5 separate regions of the Sus scrofa genome follow, and all the other regions are linked to region 5. A link is a contact called in public Hi-C and promoter capture Hi-C data. All regions are on one chromosome and are shown on one strand. Each heading gives the region's core, a stretch centred on a gene start, on an enhancer-like site or on the middle of the called end of the contact. The rest is flanking DNA. Distances are from core to core; before and after follow the strand shown. Region 1 holds the start of SECISBP2L (SECIS binding protein 2 like). Region 2 overlaps ATP8B4 (probable phospholipid-transporting ATPase IM). Region 3 holds the start of COPS2 (COP9 signalosome subunit 2). Region 4 overlaps ATP8B4 (probable phospholipid-transporting ATPase IM). Region 5 holds the start of DTWD1 (DTW domain-containing protein 1).

The links. Promoter capture Hi-C pulls out the DNA fragments that hold promoters and counts their contacts. Hi-C and Micro-C count contacts between places; a contact is called where the count stands out from the background.
Region 1: a contact with region 5 is called in a promoter capture Hi-C map of liver, with 5 times the contacts expected there. The contact joins the promoter of SECISBP2L here to the promoter of DTWD1 in region 5. A contact is called at or near these places in 1 of 5 promoter capture datasets (liver) and 1 of 2 datasets of contacts at active chromatin or transcription factors (alveolar macrophages).
Region 2: a Hi-C map of embryonic fibroblasts shows a contact between it and region 5, with 2.2 times the contacts expected there. The contact joins the enhancer-like site here to the promoter of DTWD1 in region 5. A contact is called at or near these places in 5 of 47 Hi-C or Micro-C datasets (alveolar macrophages, embryonic fibroblasts, mesenteric adipose tissue and 2 more) and 1 of 2 datasets of contacts at active chromatin or transcription factors (skeletal muscle).
Region 3: a contact with region 5 is called in a promoter capture Hi-C map of liver, with 11 times the contacts expected there. The contact joins the promoter of COPS2 here to the promoter of DTWD1 in region 5. A contact is called at or near these places in 2 of 5 promoter capture datasets (fetal liver and liver), 2 of 47 Hi-C or Micro-C datasets (liver and skeletal muscle) and 1 of 2 datasets of contacts at active chromatin or transcription factors (skeletal muscle).
Region 4: a contact with region 5 is called in a Hi-C map of subcutaneous adipose tissue, with 2.7 times the contacts expected there. The contact joins the enhancer-like site here to the promoter of DTWD1 in region 5. A contact is called at or near these places in 2 of 47 Hi-C or Micro-C datasets (embryonic fibroblasts and subcutaneous adipose tissue) and 2 of 2 datasets of contacts at active chromatin or transcription factors (alveolar macrophages and skeletal muscle).

The regions. Positions count from the first base shown.
Region 1 is chr1:122,632,340-122,635,039 of Sscrofa11.1, reverse strand. It overlaps SECISBP2L (SECIS binding protein 2 like), which reads right to left and starts at 1,412. Exons shown (of 18, transcript NM_001206341.1): 1 at 1,109-1,412. The coding sequence starts at 1,132.
Region 2 is chr1:121,865,420-121,868,119 of Sscrofa11.1, reverse strand. The region is part of intron 20 of ATP8B4 (probable phospholipid-transporting ATPase IM); the gene reads right to left. Among named protein-coding and RNA genes, the nearest start is that of ATP8B4, 240 kb to the right of the region's middle. Within about 2 kb of position 1,414, at least 13 of the 83 cell types and tissues checked have an H3K27ac peak or open chromatin away from gene starts, as enhancers often do. A contact at or near this core is called in embryonic fibroblasts, mesenteric adipose tissue, retroperitoneal adipose tissue and 1 more, where this site is marked.
Region 3 is chr1:122,541,142-122,543,841 of Sscrofa11.1, reverse strand. COPS2 (COP9 signalosome subunit 2) reads right to left here and starts at 1,427. Exons shown (of 13, transcript NM_001105301.1): 1 at 1,362-1,427. The coding sequence starts at 1,415. It overlaps GALK2 (N-acetylgalactosamine kinase), which reads left to right and starts at 1,555. Exons shown (of 11, transcript XM_003121519.6): 1 at 1,555-1,854.
Region 4 is chr1:121,723,902-121,726,601 of Sscrofa11.1, reverse strand. All of the region lies in intron 3 of ATP8B4 (probable phospholipid-transporting ATPase IM), which reads right to left. Among named protein-coding and RNA genes, the nearest start is that of ATP8B4, 96 kb to the right of the region's middle. Within about 2 kb of position 1,326, at least 21 of the 83 cell types and tissues checked have an H3K27ac peak or open chromatin away from gene starts, as enhancers often do. A contact at or near this core is called in alveolar macrophages, embryonic fibroblasts and subcutaneous adipose tissue, where this site is marked.
Region 5 is chr1:122,138,035-122,140,734 of Sscrofa11.1, reverse strand. It overlaps DTWD1 (DTW domain-containing protein 1), which reads left to right and starts at 1,413. Exons shown (of 5, transcript XM_021073763.1): 1 at 1,413-1,560; 2 at 2,585-2,662. FAM227B (protein FAM227B) reads right to left here and starts at 1,392. Exons shown (of 16, transcript XM_021073744.1): 1 at 1,256-1,392.

The sequences.
Region 1 (2,700 bases), core at 163-2,662, 490 kb before region 5:
AACAACAACAACAACAAATATACACAACCAGGAAGCTGCCCTTTGCCTGCTAAAAGAGCAGTATTTCAAAATCAAAACTGGCTCTGACTAGCTACATTTATACAGATACAGAAGTTGGGAAATCTTGTTTCATTATTCAGGTGTTAATTATCCATTTGCAAAGTAATTAGGCAAATCAATAGCCTTTTTTCCTCATCTTTTTTGCCTAGTTCGTCACAAGGCCTTCTTTCACTGAAAAGGGGAATGGATAGTAGGTAAACTTCGACTTCATCAAATTGTTTCAAACAGGTCTCAAGAGTGGAAAATACTGAAACTTTTGGAGGGGCAGAAAACAATTATTTTAGATTATTTTTGACACAGCCTTCCAGCACCTGCTAGTTTGGATAATCAGGAATTTGATGTAATGAAAAACACTAATGGGACTAATGCGGGAATATGAAAACGGGCTCGGAAATGAATTCGTGCTGGGGGTCCTACACCTTTAAAATATAAAATCTGTTTTTTAAAAAACTAACTTCTGCAAAATACCTGGCTAAAGGGCAAAGAGAAACCGTAGTATTTCATATCTAAAAGGAAAAACCTCCCTAATACCATTGCAAAAACCATGCCTCGCTCAAGGGAACATAAATCTTAAAAAGCCTGTAACCCCCCTTCATCTGTAGTTATCACACATTCTCTGACAGTTTTCCTGAGAAGCCTTCAAAAACCTTTCCACCTTGAAAATACATTCCAGAACTGAAGGGAATGGAGTTTGGCGGGGGAGGGGGGGGTGTATTTCGTTGGAAGTTACAAACCCTCCTCTTCGGAGACCACGGACTACTTGGAAGTCTTCTGGCCCCTTTTACCAGGCCAAAGAGGAGGGGCAAGAGCGAGTCCCCAGCCCGGGGGGCAGGGGGTATCTGAAATGAAAAAGCCCCCAAGCTTGAGAGAGCCTCTGGAACAATGCAAGAGAGGAGGGCGCCGACAGGATCCGGGGTAAGGAGGTCTGCACCAGCAGTAACCCGAGGGCTCCTGTCGTCCTGGGCCGCGCTCGGAGCCCAGGGCCCGCCCCGGAGTTAGCAACAACCCCCAGACCCCGGCCCGGCCCGGGCGGCCCAAGCCTGCCTACCTGGTCTGCGGGGGCTCGGTCCATGGCGCCTACAGCCGGAACGGGCCCACGTTAGTCGGTGTGGAAAGCGCCTGGGGCCGCTTTCTCCATGGCCCTCCGCTCGAGTCCAGACCGGGCTCCGGACCTCCGCCCCTATCTAGCTGGCCCCGACGCAGAGTCCGGCTACGCCACTGGCCGGGGAGGTGGCTCTAGCTCCAGAAGAAGGAGGAGGCAGCCTCAACCTCTGGGAGGGATCATCTGGAACGGAAGCCGAGGAGGGTCCAAATGGGCGAGAGGCGTAGTCGGAAATGGAGGTACGCAAAATGGAAGGAGGGGGTGGGGCCGAAGGGGGCAGTGGGCGGAGTGACCGCACGCGGCCTGAGCAGGCGCTAACCTAACACGAGCTGGCCAATCTGGAGGCTGGATATTCCCAGCAGCAGGTGTTCCCAACAGCTCTGTGCTTTGCCTGGACTAAATTTCCCCTCAACTGCCCCTCCGTACCGTTTGGGTTTTTTTTCTTTAATATATTCAATTTTTTTCATTTTATAGTTTTATTGACATATATTTGATTTATAGTGTGATAATTTCTGCTGTCCAACAAAGTGATTCATTTGTATATACCCACATATCCATTCTTTCTCAGATTCTTTTCCCATATAGGCTATCAAAGAATATTGAATAGTGGATTATTAAACTAGAGGAATGTGGGGCCACTTGGGACCCAGGACACTCAGGTTCCAGTCTTCAGGGACCATCCTTATCTCAAATTGCCTCTTAGTGATTTTGGAAGAATTTTTAGATGCCCACTGTACATATGATCCTTCCTTATGTTATCCAGTTACAGGGAGTCTTGACTGTAGAAGAAAATACCACAGATTGACCACCAGTGAGAAACCAAGTCAAGAGGCTACATAAATACTGAATAAATAATTCATAGTCCAAGGTCCAGGTCCACCTTTAGGCAGATCTTCTCTATCTCTATCCCTAATTTTACCAAGCCTGTATCCCACCACCCACAGGTAACACACCAACTCTGGTATGTTACTTTTTTCGTTGTACTTGACTGTTGATTTTATCTCTAGTTCAATAGTTCCTTGAAGAAAGAGACTGCCATGAAATTGGACACTTGGTAAGAGGGCAGATTGCCTCTGGGCATCTCCTCAGAGGCACCCTCTACACATACTTTTCTCCCTAAGAGTTCTTACTTGCTGGTCATTTCCAGAGTAAGGAAGAAAAATAAAAAGTTATATAAGCAAAATTACACTAAGTGAAGAAAGAGAGTAGAGGCTACTATTTGATGGCCTGGAGTGGAGACTTACAACTGGAAGACAATTTTAAGAAGTTTGCATTGTTATGCTTCAGGAGACATCAGTAAAGACTTGCATTGCCTTTTCAGTTAGTCTGGCTTGTTAGTCTGGTTTTATTTGAATAGGACTCCAAGAAGAGGTGGTCTGTGGAGCATCTAACTGTAGTTGATACTATATTTTGACCTGGTGAAAGGAGCTAACTTGGATCACTAAGACTTATATCAAGGCCGGCAGCAGAAAACATTTCTAAGGAGAAACATTTATATTTGTGTGTAGAGATTTTCCATTTATTTAATTTTAGTACCT
Region 2 (2,700 bases), core at 165-2,664, 270 kb after region 5:
AAAAATTTGGCAATAAAAACAAATGGTGACATTTACTGAATTGGCATAGTCATTACAATATAATGGAATATTTCAAGTCAAAATTATACTCATCAACTCAAACAATAGAATAAATCTTCTGGGAAAGAAACTACAGACACCAAAGAGTAAAGGAAAGTTCCAAATGGAGCCCCCCTTCCAGTGCCCTAAAGCTAGTCAGCAGCCGTATAATGCTGCCAGCACCTCATCCAACTCTGCTGCTTAAGGGAAAGATTGTATGGTGACTTAACACCCTTCAAAGTGGCCTTTTCTCTTTAAAATGGAAAGAGGACGCCTCTACAGAAAGGAAAATTTCCTCTCAGAACCCCCTGGATGACAGGCTTTGAAGTAACGTAGGGCAAGCTGACATGACTGCACATCTTTTGATCACAACCAGGGAACCCCACAATCTAGTCGGTGTTCCCAAAGATGAGGGCCAAAGCCAACCTCCAACACTTTAGGTCACAACTCGCATATACAAAACGAGTGCCCAGGAGAGAATGGGAGTCAGAGACAGGCCAGAAAATGGGGATTCTGGCTTATAGCAAAATGAAGCTGCTTCCCAAAGGCTTATCCTCTGGAGAAAAACATTTGTTTCAATGGTTTTTCTGCTGTGGCTCTTCTGAAATAAGAGAATGTTCATGGTACAAAAACAAGCATGTTAGCCCTCAGCTTTCTAATTATTTGAAAATGTAACACTAATTGTTTACAAGCTAAGTTTAAACAACAAAAACAAAAACCACTTATCTTCTGGCTCAACATCTCCTTCTGCTGTTCAGGACCAAAATCACAGCCTGCATTTAGGAACCCAAGGAACCCAGAGGTTACATGCTGTTGGCTCCAGGGATAATTATATGTTTAGCCATCAGTTTGCAGAATCAAAGAAAAAGATTTATAAAGTCAGAGTGCTATGTGTGAAATTTAGGGAGTTAGGGTGGGGAGGTGGGGAGAGTAGACATGAAAAATCATTGCTTTAAGGGGGAGATACGGGGCTTTTGCATCAGATATCCATGTTAGGGAACTCTCCTCATAGTCATGAAAATTTACAGTCCCATATAATGAAGAAAGCAAGGGAGACAAGTTCTTCCACAGTGAACATTTCTCTGACAGTGTGGCACAGCTCATAAACGAGGTCCTCAGGAAGCACCAAAGGGCACGCATCTCCTAAGGTTTCCTTTTTAGTAAAGTTCTCGCTCACTGAAGAAATGACTCAAACTCTGTTTTCCCCCAGAGAATGAAAACATTCCAAAGAAGGGTGAAGTTCATGAAAGTATTGGCTGAAATTCTATTTACTTAGGATTTTTTTTTCCCCTCAACTGTCTTCCTAAGATCTCATATGAACCCTTTTCCAGGCAGAAAAGGGACGGTGTTTCCAGCTCTGCTTATATTCCCACCACACTCCCTCCGTTCAGGCCAACCCTCCTCACCAGAGTGGGCTCGTGCGTTTTCAGACCTTTGCCCATGCTCTATAACTGCCATTTCTTTTTTTCCCTGGAACTTAGCTCTTCAAACACTAGCTGGTTCTTGCAAAACTATTTATTAGGAGGGAAAAAGCTACATATAACTTCCTTCGAGGAATATGAACTATACATTTTTGCAGGCGTAACACACACTGCTTTACCACAGAATACAAGTAACAAATGCTAAAACAAAAGAGTGCCTGTTTTTTCCAAGCTCTGTAATGAAGGGGAGTCTTTACAGTGTTGGCGTGCAGAAGCGCATTAATGGTTGAGGCAACCTTGGCACTCATAACCCCATGCCACTATGAGCACAGCAAAGCGCAGTTAAACCCATGCTGGCTTACATGCAATCTATAAAAAAAAAGGGATGGTACAAAAAAGAATTATTTTTGCCTGTCTTCTTGAGGCACTCTATATTCAAATATTAAAAGGATCCATTAGGAAATGGATTGAAACCATGACATCATGTTTAGAAGAATGCAATTTTGACTTTGATAGGAGCATTGAGTTTGAAATAGGGAGATCTGGGTTCAGGACCAAGGTCTCCCTCTGACTCTCATATGCCCACAGTTGAGTTATCTGATCTCTAGCCACTTTGATTAGCCAGTTACAGACCCAGGCTAGAACCCAGGTCTTCTAATTCCTAGTTCTCTGTCTTCTATATCAAACAGTCTGACACATAGAGTTAGCCACAGGTGACCTCTGGGTTGGGACAAAGATACAGTGCCAGAGCAGCAGTTAAGGGACATTAATAACCTGCCTATAGTGGAGAAAGGGAGAAAATACAGGAAATTTTGATGTCAAACTCCAGTTCTATCCCTTAATACCTGTGTGACCTATAAGATACTCAACACCTGAACCAGCATCTTTATTAGCATCTAGGGGAATGGTACCAGCCAATCATACTGGTTGATAACATTAAGAAAACTTGGGCAACTGCACCGGTGCATACTAGGAAGGTCTCTAATATTACTTGGTGCTCTAACATTTTACAATTTGTGATGGAAACTAAACTTAATAAAGGTTTTGCCTGGATGACTAGAATTGGGAATTAGGAACAAGGTGTATTTTGTTTGGCCTGTACAGCACTTAAAAACAATCTGTGTGAATTTACAGACAACATGATGTCCACCTTCGCCAAAGTCCCCACCACTCCCTAAGACTTGTACAGCCCAGACCACACAACTAATATTATCTGTCTGGCCCTGGAGTCATTTGCATT
Region 3 (2,700 bases), core at 178-2,677, 400 kb before region 5:
ACATGTAATAAATAAAAATGCTGAAGTTACAAGCAACATTCTTAATGGACTTCAGGCACTGCCTAAAACTGGCCTGTTTGCACAAACTAAAATCTAAGGCAGAAATCATAACTACCAGCATAACTCTACGTTTAACTTTAAGAATTACCAAAACCTCTACTACAAATTTTAGGTAATAGCAAGCATCTCCTTCCTCTCCCCCTTCCAAATGTGTTTTCTTCTTAAAGGGAAAGTATTGCAAATGCCTATAAAAAGATTTACACTACTTCAAAACGATATATTAACATCTTGAGACTCTGGCCTTATGGGCCAGACTTCCCTAAGTATCTATTTCATAATTTTTTGATAATGCAGGCATCACCATAATATACAAGAATCATGCAGAAAAACGTCCCCCAAATAAAAAGCAAAGCCAAGGTGATGCTAATTCTTGGTCGAGATCATTTTTCTTAGTTCCCACACAGATAATATTTTTGATTATCAACTTGAAATACCCCATAGTGAATTAAAAAAAATCACCCCGTAAATCCGTTCATAAATTAAACCTTGAATCTTTAAAAACAACCATTCAGCAACATAAATTCGTTTATTTCTCCACTGTTGATACTTTTAACTTTGAATATTGGGAAATTTCTAAATAAAGAAAAAAGCCATTGGGTCAACCCCCTTATACCCCTTCCCCTCCCTGCCCCCAAAAGCCTCAAACAAAAAGCAAAACCTCCTGCCCAACTGTTTTCTTAAAACAAAACAAGTAGCTAAACTATTATTTTTAAGCTAGCCTTGCTCTCAATTCTCCACTGCACCTTCACCTTAAACCAAAACGCACCCTGGACAAGACTAACCTAAGCTCTGTTTACAGGAGGCTCAGAGTGGTGTTTGGCTGTCAGGCCTGGGAGTAGTAAGGCCCCTAGTTTTCGGACCCTTCCCCTAGCATTTCGCATTCGCTCACTTCAAGTGTGAATTAGAGGGGCCGAGAATGCTGAGCCCAAAAGGGCAGAGCCGGGGCCTAAACCGCTGCATGGTCCCCAAGGCGGCTTGCGCGGGAGGCAGGAAGGAGGAGACACCGATAACCGGACGCCGGAGGTCAGGAGTGCCCATGTAAACCGAGTTGGCGCTCGGACTTGGGAACACAACGCTCGGGACCCTCTTCACTGCCTCCTTTACCTTCCCCTCCCCCATGCGGGAGAAGCAGGGCCCCGGCCCGGTGCGCGAAGTGGGAGGAGGTAAACTCGTCCTGTCACTGCTCCGGGAGAGGCTGGAAGGAGCACATGTTCTACGGGGAGAAGCGGCGGTCGCCCCTGCCTCGGCCTCTAAAGCAAGAAACCACTTCCAACCCCAGAGTTCTGTCCCCTGCGCCTCACCAAGTCGTAGTCCTCCTCATCATCGCACATGAAATCATCCTCCATGTCAGACATCTTGGCTGGGAGGGGGGAGGGGGAGGGGAAATTGGCGACAACCTCCTCCCACAATCCTCCGCGGTTCAGTGGCGTCACTCCCAGCCTCTCCTTTCCTTCCCGTCGCTCTTAGAGGAGCTGAATGTTTCCTCCCGGAACAAATTAGCTCCGTTTAGAGAGGATTCGCTACGACGCCAAAAGCTAGTGCACCGTCCCCCTCTTCCTGCGAGACGGTTGGTGCCTTAGCAAGTAAACCTAGCAACTAGGGAATCGAAGAGTACTGGAGGACTTAGGAAGCCTTCTGCTCACAAGGAGCGGTTTTCAGCCTCCTGGGCAAGGGAACAGTCTCCTTCCTTGCCTGGGACTCTGGAACCATTTCTTTTTGGTGAAAGTAAGAGGCAGCTTGGGATCAAAAACCTTTCACGGAGAAAAATCCCGACATGCCCATCCCATGTGACAGGTAGTATTTTTTTTTTTTTGCCATGTTTGTCGTCGTGCATTTAACTCACACATTTTGGTCCTGGGATGTTGGGAGACCTTTCAGCAACATGGTTTACACGTAATGTTTGTTATATCTGTAGTCGACAAAACGGTTCTGTGGCTATCTCAAATTAGTTAAGCATTAATCAGTTGAGGTACCTTAGGTCTTATTCAGTTGTTCAGCAAATTATGAACTGACCTTTACTGCCTGTGGGACCGAATTAAGGTAAAAGCTAAGGACTTTTTAAAAAAATGCATTATTGTTACACACCATCGTTAGTAGAATTCGAAATAAAGAAATGAAATAAGGGAAAAAACTGCTTTTCAAATAACGCTTTACTTACAAACTTCCAGTTCTGTTCACTTGAATCCATAAATTTTATATAGCACAGATAAAATTTCGGATTCTTTTTGCACCTAGTTATGTAACCGCATAGCAAAATGTATGCAATATATTGTTGACAATGATTATTTTATTTTTTTCCCTCCTTCCCTCCCTCCCTTCTTTTTTCTTTTTTTAATTTTATGGCCGCACCCTCAGCATATGGAAGTGCCTGGGCTAGGGATTGAATCTCAGCCTCAGCTGAGACCAACTCCACAGCTGCAGTAAAGCTGGATCCTTTTAACTCACCGTGCCAGGTTGGGGACCCAAATCACACCTCTGCAACAATCAGAGCCACTTAAGTGAGATTCTTAACTCACTGCCTACAGCAGGAACTCCAACGATGACTTTTTAAATTGTGGAATAATAGTCCCTTCATTGAATGTACCAATGCACCATAACTTACTTAAACATGCTATTATTGCTACACATTTTGAATATTGT
Region 4 (2,700 bases), core at 77-2,576, 410 kb after region 5:
TATCTCAGATGCTTCCAGCTGCAATACTAGAGGGAAAGAGAAAGCTCTGAAGAGTCTCACACCTACAACTTAATGCTTCAACCCACACTCTCACAACTCATTGACCAAAAAGAGTAACATGTGTCCAAAAGGCAGAAAGCCAGAAACAGTAATGGATATCACCAATGGCCACCACAACCAGAAATGTAAACAAACCCTAATATTTGAAGAGTACAAGACACATAAGCTACAAAAAATAAATACCAAGCAACCTCAATGCTCTCAAACAAGTCCTATTTCAATGCCAGATGTAACAGATATTTGACTATTTTCCCCTTCCCCTCAGCTGACAATGCTCCAAATTTCTTAGTCCTGTGATCTGTAAACTCAACTCCCATCCATAACTCCAGGGTCAGGCCCAGATGAGCTTAAACCAACTATATGGCCCATCCTCCTAAATATACTTTGAATTCAGGGATTAGCACATGACACATGTCACATGATTAAGGTCTTAATAATAGTCATTTTATCAGTTCTGGGAATTTGCTGGAGACATAAGTTTTCTCCCTCTTACTGGATTCCAACCTAGGAAGCAAGTAGTCCTAAGGGTCACCGACAGCATCTCAGAACCAAGAGTGGATGAAGCTGCCAAGAATAATTCTTACACTGAAGATGCAGGGCCAAGAAATGCAGAGAAATAAACTAGTCCAAGCTTCTCCTGAGGCTAGTCATACCTCTGGCTTTTTAGTTATATGATCTGTCCATTTATAGTATTGTCTAAGTCAGTTTGAGTTGATTTTTCTTTTATACCCAACAAATCAAATCTCAAGTAAGAGGGTTAATAATATACACAAGATTAGTTTGTGTTTTTATATAATAGTTTACTTTTATTTCTATATTTGCCTTAAAGAGTGAGTCATGGACGGCTGAGCCTAAATGCAGTTGGCGGTTGTCTGGGGACACTGCCTGCGTCTATGAATCCCACAGGCCAAACCCCAGGAGCTTTCGCAATGATTACCAAAGTTTCAGCACTAGCAAAAGATCTCCCCACATTTGATGAAATATTTTTATGTTGTAACAGCTATAAAAAGTAACTGTCAGGATCTTGGGTGGGAGAGGCTATTTTTCTTACCAGAGAGGCAGCAGATAGAGTACTATTATAGTACAAGTTGGATTCTAAAGAGAAAAATAGCCCTGACTTTTAGGGAAGAGATTATCTCTAAACCATAAAATGAAAACCAAAAAAGAGACTGTCCACAGACTACTTGCATTAAAAAGGAAGTGGTCTAAAGGCATTTGCACCATGCAGGAAATATGTGACACGCCCATGTTTATGCAAAGATCCCAAAAAAATGCATGTATGGGACAAGCTGGCCTGGAGATTGGACATCTGGCGCCTCACTGGTACCAGGCAGAACCACAGCTCCTCAGTATGAGTCAAGGTTGCTCAGTGAGGAATCCACAGCATTCACAGTTGGGAGGAATCGAGAAGTGATAACACTCAACCCACAGAAGGGGCTTTACAGAGAGTCATCAATAAACACTGGTTACATTCATTATCACCAATACCACCATCATCATCATAACATTCTCCTGTGCCTGGGCTCCCCACCATAAGCAAAAACATTTGTGGCAGGGGAGAGAGCAGAGGGCACATTTCCCCCAATGTTCACCTATTCATTCATCTAAGGGTCTTCTATGTGTCATGCAATGCGTCATTGAGCCAGAACTATAGAGGTGAATAAGCAAAGACCTGACCCTGCACTTTAGTTGTAGGAAGAGAGGCAGGAATAAGCAGATGATAAACTTGTACACTGATGACACAATTTAAGTAAGTGATCAGTGCTATGAAGAAAACAGTGAGCAATAGAGTAGGAACACCTTGCCTGACAAGAAGATGCCTGCTTCATGTACCTTCAAGATGACCCTACCTATGAGACCACTAAACACCTGTCCCCCAGGGGATGTCCAAAACAGTCCTTCAAGCTATCAGAAAAATAAATTAAGAATTTCCATACATATTTTAACAAAGATTTCAAAATGTAAAGTTACTAATATTTAATGCACATATGTATTCACACACATACAAATGTACATTTCTATGAATACATACACACATAAACATTATAATTACAGATATACAAAGTAAATATGGGAAGTAAATATTGTAAAGATTCTCTTTTCACAAGTAGGGAGCATACTTAGAAAGTTTTAAGAGGGCCAAGTTGAAGACGCAACACTGTTATGGTCAAAGGAAATGAGTACGACTCATGTGTCACCAAGGCTTAGACACAGAAAGGAAAATTTAGTTTGTGTGTAATGGTGTCTCTTGTATCATAAAATGACACTAGCTAACAGGGGTTGTCTCCTGACATATGCCAAGCACTGGACTGAGCACTGAACATGCATAATCTCATGTAATCTTCAAAAAATTCCAGCGAGCTGTTACCACTTCAGCATCATTTTACAGATGAGAAAATCGAGGCTCAGAGAAGTTTTAAGAGTTGCCCACAAAAGCTATGTTGCATGGAGTCATGTGTTCTCCCAAATGGTATGTGTTTCCTGGTAAATGAGTCAGAAACAAGGAGTCAGTCTCTAGCCTCCCTTCTGATCAGTAAACTCACTCACCCTCTTAGGACATTCTTCATCTGGTGAAAAGAGCCTCCCTAAATTAAAGCACAGTGGAGCACACACACTAATTCAATCAGCTGGAGCAGTCAC
Region 5 (2,700 bases), core at 164-2,663:
CAATGCCGTATCGTGAGGAAGCCCAGGCCACATGGGGAAGCTACACACAGGAGCTCTGCTAGCATTCATAGTTTTCCCAGCTGACTTTTATCAGAAAAAAATTTGTTCCGCTGTGCTCTACTGAACTAAAGCCATATTTTTGAATAATTTATTACATAGCTATTATAACCTGATACTCTGATTAATAAACAGAATGATTTGCTTTTTTAATCCGTGCACTTGAATTAAAGTAGTTAAAAAAGATAAAGGTGTGAATTACTTATTCTTGGCTTGGAGACTTTGCTATTGCTATTAGTCTTTCCCCCTAAAGCAGTGACTTTCAAATTTTCTAAAAGAGAAACACACAATGAGAAATACATTTTATAAACATGACCTAGTGCACACATTCATGCATATATATAATTTAAAACTCCATAAAGTAATACTTAACTTTACCAAGTACCATGCATGGATATTTCCACAGTAGACCATCTCAATTTTTAAAAAGTGTAGTTGTGACTAAATAGATTTCCTTGCTCAGAAATGGGACTTCCCCACCAGTGGTACCCACACTGAATAACTCTGAACAACACAGCCCTAAGCCACAATTATTCTTCAAGGCTTTACACAAGTCCAGTCAATAAGCCTTCACTGACTACTCCACTCTGAGCTCTTCTGAAATTCGTGTAATTTACTAGTCATACTGTGTCTTCTGTACTGTGTAACGATATCTTTAAGGTCCTCTAAGTCAAGGTTCTGTCTTTTTCTCTCTCAGTTGCTAAATTCACAGTATTCAATACATTGCTCAATACCTGGCCACTTTTTCCACATCTCACGATTGTTAACACGCATTCATTCTGTTTGGATTTTCTTTAGGTTGGGGCAAGGGAAGATGGCTTAATAATCTATCCACATATTATGCTTAATTTCAAACGGGAAAAGTGAACAAAGTAGTGCAACTCTACATGAGTGTGTAGTTTAGCAAACAAAATCATCAAGATATATAATTTCTCTAATAGCTTTCATTACTACTCAGCGCACAAAATATTTCTCCTGACAGTCATTTAAAAAAAAGTAATAGAACAAAGTTCCCACGATTAAAATATTTGGGATATTGGAAATGGGAAAGTTCTGTAGGAACCGCATGTTTCACAACTTACTGCAACTACACCTTGACCGTACATTTCGAGAACCGCATCGCACTTTGGCGGTCCCGGCCAGTTCGTAGAAGGGAGCTCAGCGGAGGGCTGGCAGGGGTCTTAAGGCCCATCCTTACCCTGTCAAGGCCAGCTGTTCCAACTCCTCTCTCCGGAAAAGGGCAACACCACAGACTCGCGCAGAGGCTGAGGCGGGACTTCCCGTCTAACCCCGCCCCGCGGTCCTCCCCACCCGTTACCTTCGCCCTCAGGGCTGGCTGAGCCCGGCCCTAGCAACCGCCTTGGCAACGGTCGGGCTCCTCCCTCTGGTGTCGCCCGGAAAGCGCTCCGCCGCTCCCAGTTGCTACCGGGGCCGGGTGCGCGCCTCCGGCTCGGGCTGAGCGGAAGACGCGTGGAGCTGTGCGGCGACCCGCGGGCTGTGCAGGTCTGAGTCCCACTGCGATCCCTCGTGCCCGCCCCGCGCCTCTGGGGACCGGTGGTTTGGCCGGAGCGGGGCAGCTGCCGGAGTGGACGCTCCTTGGCAGGGCCGTAGCGGAGGTCGTGCGGAGCGTCGCTTGTGAGCGGGGCCCTGGTCCCTGCTCGGGCGCTTGCGTTTTTTAAGATCTTCAGGGCCCTTTGGGGAAAAGGCGTACGAATTTTTCCTCCAAAAACATTTTTTTTTTCACCTAACAATTATTTTCAGTGCTTTCCACCCCAAGAAAAGTCTGTCCAGGAAAAGTTAGTCCTTTTGGAAGTCTATTCTTTATTTTTTAGTGTTGGAGTGGTTTGCGGGGCATTGATTATCACGAAGAAACTTGGTAGACAGCGTGCCATGCAGTGTATTTAAAATACTAAAATTTTGATTACATAATAAGCAAAAAATCTGCTCCTTATGTTTGAATTATTTCTTGGGAAGGTAGTACAAGTCAGGAAGAATGTTAACACTGCAAGCTGCCAATTCCACGAAGTTGGATAATAAAGTCGCCACTTGGCTCAAAACCACAATATTTAAGAATTATTTCTGTTGGAACCCTAGTGTACCATGAAAAACTAAGACAAGACTGACCGTCTACCACATGGTGGGTGGGGAGTTGTTAGTGTGTATTGAGAAGGTGATACCTTGGATTTAAAAAAATGGGTATTGGACCTGTGCATGTGTGACCTGGTTCTTAAAAATACTCTGGCGGGGGAGGGGGGGGATGAAGTGGATTTTACCTAGTTTTGAATAGGTCTGAAGTACAGGATAGGGGCGTTTTCTATGATGTTCCTCTGGGAAGTGAGTTAATTTTCCTTTATTATTTAACACCCCCACCAAAAAAAAATTTTGCAATTCTGCCATTTCTGCTAGGCTGCATATGGCCTGTAAAGATTTATCAGATACTTCAGTAGCAGATGCATAGTGGATGCTTCTTTTTCAGAATGGTTTTCATTTAGTTAACAAGTATTTGTTGAATTCCATGCTGCATAAGACACAGGGATAAGGAAGATCTGTCAAGAATTATGCTCTTGGAGAGTTGACTGCTAGGAGGGATAGCTTCACTGAAAAGGTAATTCCAAATTAAAGTACGTTTTTCCGTGTTAAATA